Linked DNA regions of Drosophila melanogaster: all the other regions are linked to region 1. A link is a contact called in public Hi-C data. All regions are on one chromosome and are shown on one strand. The core of a region is the stretch at or near the end of the contact, and the rest is flanking DNA. Distances in the headings are between cores, read along the strand shown.

The links. A called contact is a pair of places that touch in the nucleus more often than the background predicts.
Region 2: a Hi-C map of the Kc167 cell line shows a contact between it and region 1, with 1.9 times the contacts expected there. The contact joins the promoter of lncRNA:CR44606 here to the enhancer-like site in region 1. A contact is called at or near these places in 25 of 107 Hi-C or Micro-C datasets (the D17-c3 cell line, the Kc167 cell line, the S2 cell line and 9 more) and 1 of 6 datasets of contacts at active chromatin or transcription factors (the Kc167 cell line).
Region 3: a contact with region 1 is called in a Hi-C map of the Kc167 cell line, with 2.4 times the contacts expected there. The contact joins the promoter of Nthl1 here to the enhancer-like site in region 1. A contact is called at or near these places in 12 of 107 Hi-C or Micro-C datasets (the D17-c3 cell line, the Kc167 cell line, the S2 cell line and 6 more) and 1 of 6 datasets of contacts at active chromatin or transcription factors (the Kc167 cell line).

Annotation. Positions count from the first base shown.
Region 1 is chr2L:21,038,527-21,041,226 of dm6, reverse strand. The region is part of intron 2 of CG42238; the gene reads left to right. Among named protein-coding and RNA genes, the nearest start is that of snoRNA:Me28S-C2789, 5.1 kb to the right of the region's middle. Within about 2 kb of position 1,321, at least 13 of the 39 cell types and tissues checked have an H3K27ac peak or open chromatin away from gene starts, as enhancers often do. A contact at or near this core is called in the Kc167 cell line, the S2 cell line, embryo and 2 more, where this site is marked.
Region 2 is chr2L:20,946,891-20,949,590 of dm6, reverse strand. It overlaps lncRNA:CR44606 (long non-coding RNA:CR44606), which reads left to right and starts at 1,421. Exons shown (of 1, transcript NR_124408.1): 1 at 1,421-2,456.
Region 3 is chr2L:20,926,414-20,929,113 of dm6, reverse strand. Nthl1 (Nth-like DNA glycosylase 1) reads left to right here and starts at 1,254. Exons shown (of 4, transcript NM_136234.3): 1 at 1,254-1,425; 2 at 1,490-1,957; 3 at 2,023-2,193; 4 at 2,250-2,700. The coding sequence starts at 1,315. The coding sequence ends at 2,666. It also overlaps the pseudogene CR33319.

The DNA of each region.
Region 1 (2,700 bases), core at 72-2,571:
TTAGAGGCGTGGGGGTTTAGGGGGTGGGGTGGTAACTCACGCATACTGGAAAATCCGTTTCGTTTTGACATTTATTGTTTTTAATAGTCTCGAGAGCTAGGGAATTTTATGGCACATCCTCGAGCGATAAAAATCTTTACTGCCCTGGGGTACATGCATATGGTTTATTCGTCGTTCCTTCGTTCAATAAGAGCCGAAGGTAAATAAAGTAGGGGATAAAAAGAAAAAGGCCTTGGAATTAGCCGGGCCACCTCATAAAGTGAAAAGTGTCATAAAAATTAGTCAAGAAATCACGCTGCCCACTCCCAATTTGTATTTCTTCGGACGGCTCTTTTCGTTTCTTTCGGACTTTAAATATTTCAGTTCCTTTCGGTTATTTGGTTGTTTGTTCTGACACATTTGTATGCTAATGAGGGAGCGGGATATGGAGGTTGTTTGGCTTGGGTAGGTGCTTCCGGCGGGATTCCCTTGGTCTTTTTACCACTGACTGAAATCTATCAGGTTTTTGACGAGGGTTTCGGGCGGGAAATCGCTTTCGGAGGATAATGCATTCAGCTCAGGTCTTGCATATCGAAGTGGCCGCTGATAAAGGATTTGGGAAGTAGTTTAAGCCATTTGGACGGGGTCATAAATTGAATTATAATTCAGGCATACAACATTTTTTCTGTCTGTCTGCCTGTGAGCTTATGTATGCCTAATGTTCTTCGGATTAAGGTCTTTGGGTTGAGTTGTTTTATTTTTTCTCCGCCAGAGCGTATTTCTTGGGTCTTAAGTCCTAAGCACTGCACTTCGGTTGGATGAATCAGCTCGAGTTGAAAACAATAATAATAAACCATGAAAATATGAACTTTAAAGTGTGTTTCCAGGAATGGCTCCTAGCTTTTAACTAAGATATCTGGGGATACAAATTGTGAAATGTAAAGGGCGGCGACGTTGAGTTGAGGTCGACTTGCACAGTCAATGTCTAAAATAATAATGCTTTATATCTAGGTACCACGAATTACACGAAAATTAAACACTTTCCTATCCACTTGAGCCAACCCTTTGATTTCTTTCCGATTACCTATCCCAGATTTCCCATTCTTTGTGTATGTACATATTTCCATCGAATAGCTTTGGTTATCTATAAATAACATTTTGCTTGCCTTTCTTATCAACTTCCGCTTCTTAATGTCTCTCCAACCAAATTGCAGCCAAACTCTTAGTTTTCCTCTCCCCTCTTCTCGTCGTCTTTTGTCGCCCACCCATCTCTTTTACTGCGGCCCGTCCCTTTCTAGCAAATGGCTTCTATGGCTGTCTTATCCTTCAATGTGTGTGCGAGCTCGGGTGTGTAACAAAGATATCAATGGCAACGGAAAAAAAAAAATTAGGGAGGAGTGGGAGGACAACCTTGAACCTTGAACCCTAGAAAAAAACAGGCACGGCTCATTTCCGTAGCGGGTCAAACAAAGACAAATACACGCGGCTAAAGCGAGATAGAAAGATCTAATGCCACAAATCTAAAATCCACAAATGCCACAAAAAGTCAATAAATGTGCGCCTTTGCTTAGTATTATCAACAGCTCGTTAGGAGCCTCAGAAAATTGACCAAAAATGGGTATATACCATAGTTATATATATATTGTAGATGAAGGAAAAGACAGTGGCAGGGAAAGACAATCAGATGAGAGGAAAAACTAAGACAAACAAAAGACGCACGAAACTGAAAGAGAATTAAGTGAGGCCTGGCAAAAAGTAAATGAGGAAAAAAGAAAGTTCCGCAATTCCTCTTGTTCTTGGGCACTTTTTTTGTTCCCAGCAATTATCCGCTGGTCAAACAAAAGTCATTAAATTGCGGAAATCGGGTCACCAAACCGACAACAAACCCAACTAAACGAGGGGCAAAAAAGAAAAAATAAGCAGACAAACGGAGGCGAAAAACCCCGAAAAACATTCGAAAAAAACATACGACTAAATTGTGAATTTATTTACATTTAATTGCATCTAAGTTACAAAACAAAAGCGCTTTGTCAGCCTTGTCTCTGAAATTATATTTTAATGTGTGGCCCCGCTTAATTGTGATGATGATGATGTCCCTCTATTTCTACTTTTTAACTTTTCTTGGTTGCCTCAGTGTCGAGATAATAATGATGATATGACTCATTAACCTCGACGCATGACCCGGGCAAATTAGAACTACTAGAAGATTCATTCCAGCCTCGAAGACACCATTTGTTTACACTTCACAGCAAGGAATACCTCAATTTTAAATTATATTTTCATTCCATGCAGACCGATTAAGAAACCCACTGTTTTTATGTTTTAATTTGTTGGTAAAAGTGAAAAAGTGAAGAAAAAAGGTTTACCACATTATTTTGTTTCGGCACATTTTTTTTTTCTGCCCAAAACTCGCTTCCCTGTAGCTCAGTGTAACAAATATTGAAGAGCATATGAGCGATATAGATACATATTTAAGCTGTCTGTGGCAACCCGGCCTGTTTGAGCTGTAAGTGTCTTTTGAGGCCGTGTTTTATTGCTGCTAAGTTCGCTTGTTGACTCTGGCTGAGTCATCATCTCGCGGTTCGTCGGTTTGATGTTAGAAGTTGCCCGTTCTCGAGCCCCCAAAAACCCCTACTCTCTTTCGAAAAACAGCACTTAGCTGACATATTTTCCTTTGTAAAACTTAATGGTCTAGATAAAGTTCGGTCGGCTGGCTGCGGT
Region 2 (2,700 bases), core at 172-2,671, 92 kb after region 1:
TTCCAGGCACATCATTGAAATTATAATATTAAAATCATTTCCGGAAGGATAAGTCATAAATGTGACTTTGACTGCAACGCCCTTTGGCTGTGGACGAAAATCAATTAATACTCATTTCTACTGCTGAAGATTCGGATTGAGACGACAACTAGACAATAAAAGTCACTGGTTCATCTGAAAATAGAATTGCCATCATATTGCATCATATTCTTATTTTCCTCACCAATAACCACTGCGAAAATGCACACAAAAATTCAATTTAACATCACGGTGGAAAAGCAAACAGAAGCTTGTTTTTCGCAAAATAAAAAGGTTATCTTCATTTCTGCCAGGGATTACAAATGCAATTCATTTGTTTGAATTTAAATCTGTTTGCTGTGTGACACTCCATCTATTTACAAAGGCCGAAATAAAAATAAACAAATTGGTGAACTGCAAAGCACAATCAAATTCGAAGGCCTGGCTGAAATTGCAAGATATCAATCCAAGACATTTGCCGATTTCCCTTAATTTATACACATATTGATTGCCGTAAAAGATTTTCGCTTTTCGCCAAAAGAACAAAAACATTGAGATAGGATTACTGTGATGGTGGTGGTGAAGGAAAACCAAAGCACTTTTCCAGCTAACCCAATCACAGCAGCAATAAATCTGGCACACACTCAGCACTCGCAATATAAAAAATGCATAGATAAATGTACACTGCCAAAAATCTGCCCCCCACTTGTGTACACATAGTAGGCCAAAAGCATTGGTATCCGTTTGAAGGCGCTTTCAATTAAGCGATAATAGCGATGTATTAACTACTTTTGGATTTATTTCTGTATAATCTTTCAATTGTTTTCTGTGTACGTCCATGAAGAACCAGAGATTTTGGGCGTGTGCACTTGGGACGGGTGGCACTTGGGCGGACAAGGCCCAAGGACTCTCAAGTGACGGGAATAATCCGCTTGGCGCTTAAATGCAAACAAGTGTAGTTCTGTGTATGTAAATACTAATAGATGATTATGTAGTTGAGCAAACACCAACAAACACCCACGAACACCCACCCACAAGCAACGGCAACAACATCGGTCACACATAGTTACATGTACACAAAGTGCACTCAACCGGGGAAAGCTCCATTTGTACTTCAGTTGTTGGCTTGTGGGGCGGATTTGTTGCCTTGAGGTCATTATATCGAAAACAGCAGTTGCCCAAAATGCTCCCAAAAGCTTTTGTATGACAATTCCCCCAACTGCCGGGGGCGGAGGTCACCGGTCTGCAGTTGGGTTTGCTGCATTACATGCTTCAATTACAACAGCAGCGCCGGGAACTGCTCCAAATTCGAATGTGAAACATGGAAAAAGTTATACCAAACATGGAAATGTATGTCATTGACTAAATGACAAATCACTTGACAGTTTTTCTATTCTCACACAATTTAGTGCTGTGAACTGCTGGGTGCAACTGTAGACAGCCAATGTCTCTAATTGCAGAGGGCCTAGCGAACAAAACATATATAATATAACGGAATAAGCTGTTCTGCAATATTTTAGCAAGGCATATAAAATTCTTTAACGGGTCTCTCAATGACATTATAACTTTCTTTACTGACAGTAAGCTAATTTGTTGTCCTGTTTTAATGACCGGAAACGGTTCCAAAAAATGTTGCACTCCTGTTCGTTCAGCCGTGTTGGTGTGTGTGTGTGCTCGAGTTTGTGGCCCAAAACTCAAAACACAAAGCGATTGAGATTTCTATGCATTTCAAAACCATGCCACCAACACACACGCACTCGAGAGGCACAAAGCTGTCAAAGACAAAATTACAAATGCTAACCAAAAATGGAAAATGAAAATGGGGTGAAAAGGCCAAAAGCAAATATCAAAAGCGAAACATCAACTCAAAGCCGCTCAAAAAACCTCAAATTATTGAGGTTTATGGAAAGTCCGACGACGCGCAGAAGTATGCTACAGCTTTTACGCTAAATCAAAATTCCTATTCGAAAGAAGAACAAAGTTGAAAGAAACCAAGTATTAAATACAACAACTAATTGATATTGAAGTGTATATATATTTGGGCAACACGTGTAAAACCTAACTTAAATTTGTTGTGAGGCCCACCGAAAGGGTCAACAAAAGTGAGTTATTAAATGTGAGTCCAGACAGAGATTAAGCCATAAGCCCACTCCGTTCGCTATTGATAACGGCAAATCGTTGGCTCCTCGGTGGCAGCTTCCCCACCATCGGCACCCCATCGTCATCATCTTCACCACCATCATCATCATCATCAGCGTCATCGGAGCGAACAACTTCATCGGCGTCTGAGCGTCGGAGACGCCACAAAAGGTTATCTCCGTGTCAATTTATATTTGTTCGACGGGCCATTATATTTATTGTTAATGTCCCTGCTCGTGTGTGCGGCTGCATATGTGCCCCTGCTATGTAGTTTGCATGTTTTCCTATGAATAATAAATACGTTTTGGTAATCGTAAACGTTGCCGTTGCACTTTTGACCCCAAGCTGCTGTTCGAGTCGAAAGAATTACTTTTCTATCCACTGCAAAGCACTTTTACACGGCAAAAAAAAAAAAAAATAAAGGGCACGATAGAAACATTATATTCATATAGAGTACTCATGTATAATCAACAACATTCTATTTTAGCATCTAAGTATATAAGTATATACATATGGCCCATTTTGATTTTTCCTGTGCACTTG
Region 3 (2,700 bases), core at 5-2,504, 110 kb after region 1:
CCCAATGGCAACCCGTTGTATGTCACATGCTCAACTCGCTTGTCAAGTAACATCGATATGCAAAGGGATCCCCATTACCTGTGGACCTCCAGATAGAGTCCGTTAATGTTCATGGACGACTCGGGATCCATCCTGTTTTGAAGATAACGCACTCGCTGTTCCCATTTTTATCGTAACAATATTTACCGAAAAATCACAATTAAAATTTATGTCAGTCTACATAAAGAATTATATATCAGTGAACTAAAATGGGAGACCTGCCAAAAGTTTGAAGTTTTGAGGCTGTCAACTTTTTCAGTGCTATAGTGATTGAACAACGCTCCAGTAGCCAATCCTTTGTTAAAAATATAAAAAAAAATAGAACCCTGTGGAAAGATAACGATATCCGTTGTTCCCCAAAAGCAAATATGTATATCCAAAGATGAACATACATTTGTTTTAAGCGTTTATTAACTCAGCTTTACTTTAGCTATACTTAAGCTACTTACCCATCAGATTAAAAACAAGAGAGAATGCTATAGTCGAGTTCCCTCGCACAGCTGGAAGTGTGAACGAGAAATTTCAATATTTTTTGGAATATTGGTAGAAATTGGAAACAAAATAATAAAATAAAAATTTAAATGTTGCTGAGAATGTGGGCGTGACAGGTTTACGCGGCTTGTGGGCGTAAAGTATTTTGGCATATAAATTTACAAAACTAACATAAAAATCAAAAAATAGTAAAACATTTTTCAAAAGTTTGGGCATGACAATTTCGGGCTGTTTATGGGCGTTAGATTGGAAATCGGTTCTACAAAATTGCGCTACGTCTATGTCTCTAGAACCACTGTTCTTAATCTCAACCTTCTAGCTTTTATAGTTCCTGGGATCTCGACGTTCATACTAGATCGACTGATCCTGATCAAGAATATATATATATGTAGTTGGTCGGAAACGCTTCCTTCTGCTTATTACTTACTTTTCAACGAATCTAGTATACGAATATCGGGTATAAAATTTATTTTAAATATCTTTGTTAAATTTTATGAGCTGTTGATAACGAAATCGAAAAGTTTGTACTTTTTTTTAAATCAAGTGCATTAAAATTAAATTTGTGGCTTAAAATGTATTGTAATAGCTTATAACTTATTATGCTGTAGCATACGAAAAATGGTTCTTAAAATCCTAACTTGCATGAGTTGAATATTTCGAAATTTCAAATGTTCCCGGCTACTTAGTTGTAAAGTGTGGCCGTTTCTCCTACATCGAAATCGATAGGTTCGAAATGTAAACAAACATGGAAACTGAAACTGAAGCGCAGAAATTGTATTAGCTATGGCCAAAAATGTAAAGAAATTAACGTTGGCCAACAAGTTGGCAAAACGCGGAGATCTTATAAAACCCACGGAAATAAAAAGTCGTCCAAATAGGGCGGATAACGTGAGGGTAGGCGGAAATGCATGATAAACAATGAAATTGATACTCAAGACGCAGTTTCTAAATCTTCCAGGATATAGAGGATCTGGTTGGTGTATCTGCTGGCGCAGCAGGATCGAGTAGCTCAGTGTTCTTCTCCCCCGTGCAAACCCGCAAGCAGCGTCTCTTAAATGGGGAAGCCGTGAAGAAAACTAACATTAAAATGGAGCCCTTGTCTCCAGCTCGAGTGGCACCCAAAAAGTTTAGAAAGGATGATCGCATGGTAACCAGAGTTCAAATGGGTTCGGCTACTGTGGTCATATGCAAGGTGGTCCCTGATGCTGTGGACTCCCCAGTGAGAGTGGATAAGATAAGAGAGGAGGTGGAACCCCAAATAAAACAGGAAGCTCCGGAGGATTCCCCTTCTTTTTCTGAGGTGCAAGCACCACATCCTTTGTGGTTTAACCACCTAGAAAACATTCGCATTATGAGAAACTCCAGAACTGCGCCAGTGGACACCATGGGATGCCACCGATGCGCCGATTTAAAAGCAGACTCGAAGGTATTTCCAATAAGTGGAATTAAGTACATAGAAGAATATGTTACAAGCAAACAACTTCCTTGCAGACCCAGCGCTTCCAAAACTTAGTGGCATTGATGCTGTCCAGTCAAACCAAAGACCAAACTACTTATGAAGCCATGAATCGCCTTAAAGACCGAGGTCTAACTCCACTGAAAGTAAAGGAAATGCCAGTGACTGAACTCGAGAATTTACTGCATCCCGTATCCTTCTACAAGGTTTGGTGGAATTAATAATAAATAAATATATCGCACTTACTCTCGATCTCTTCCAGAACAAAGCTAAATACCTCAAGCAAACCGTGGAGATACTGACGGACAAGTATGGTTCGGACATTCCAGATAATGTCAAGGACCTTGTAGCTCTTCCAGGAGTTGGCCCCAAGATGGCCCATATATGCATGGCAGTGGCCTGGAACAAGATAACCGGAATCGGAGTGGACGTCCACGTCCACCGCCTTTCTAACAGGCTGGGCTGGGTGCCGAAGCCCACCAAGGAGCCCGAGCAAACCCGTGTGGCGTTGGAGAAGTGGCTGCCATTCAGCCTCTGGTCAGAGGTCAATCATTTGTTCGTGGGATTCGGACAAACCATTTGCACCCCAGTGAAGCCAAATTGTGGGGAGTGCCTGAACAAGGACATTTGTCCTTCAGCCCATGCTGAAACTAAAGAAAAAAGGAAGAAAGACCGATAGGAAAGAGGTTCAGCGAACGCTGAAAAAGGTTTTA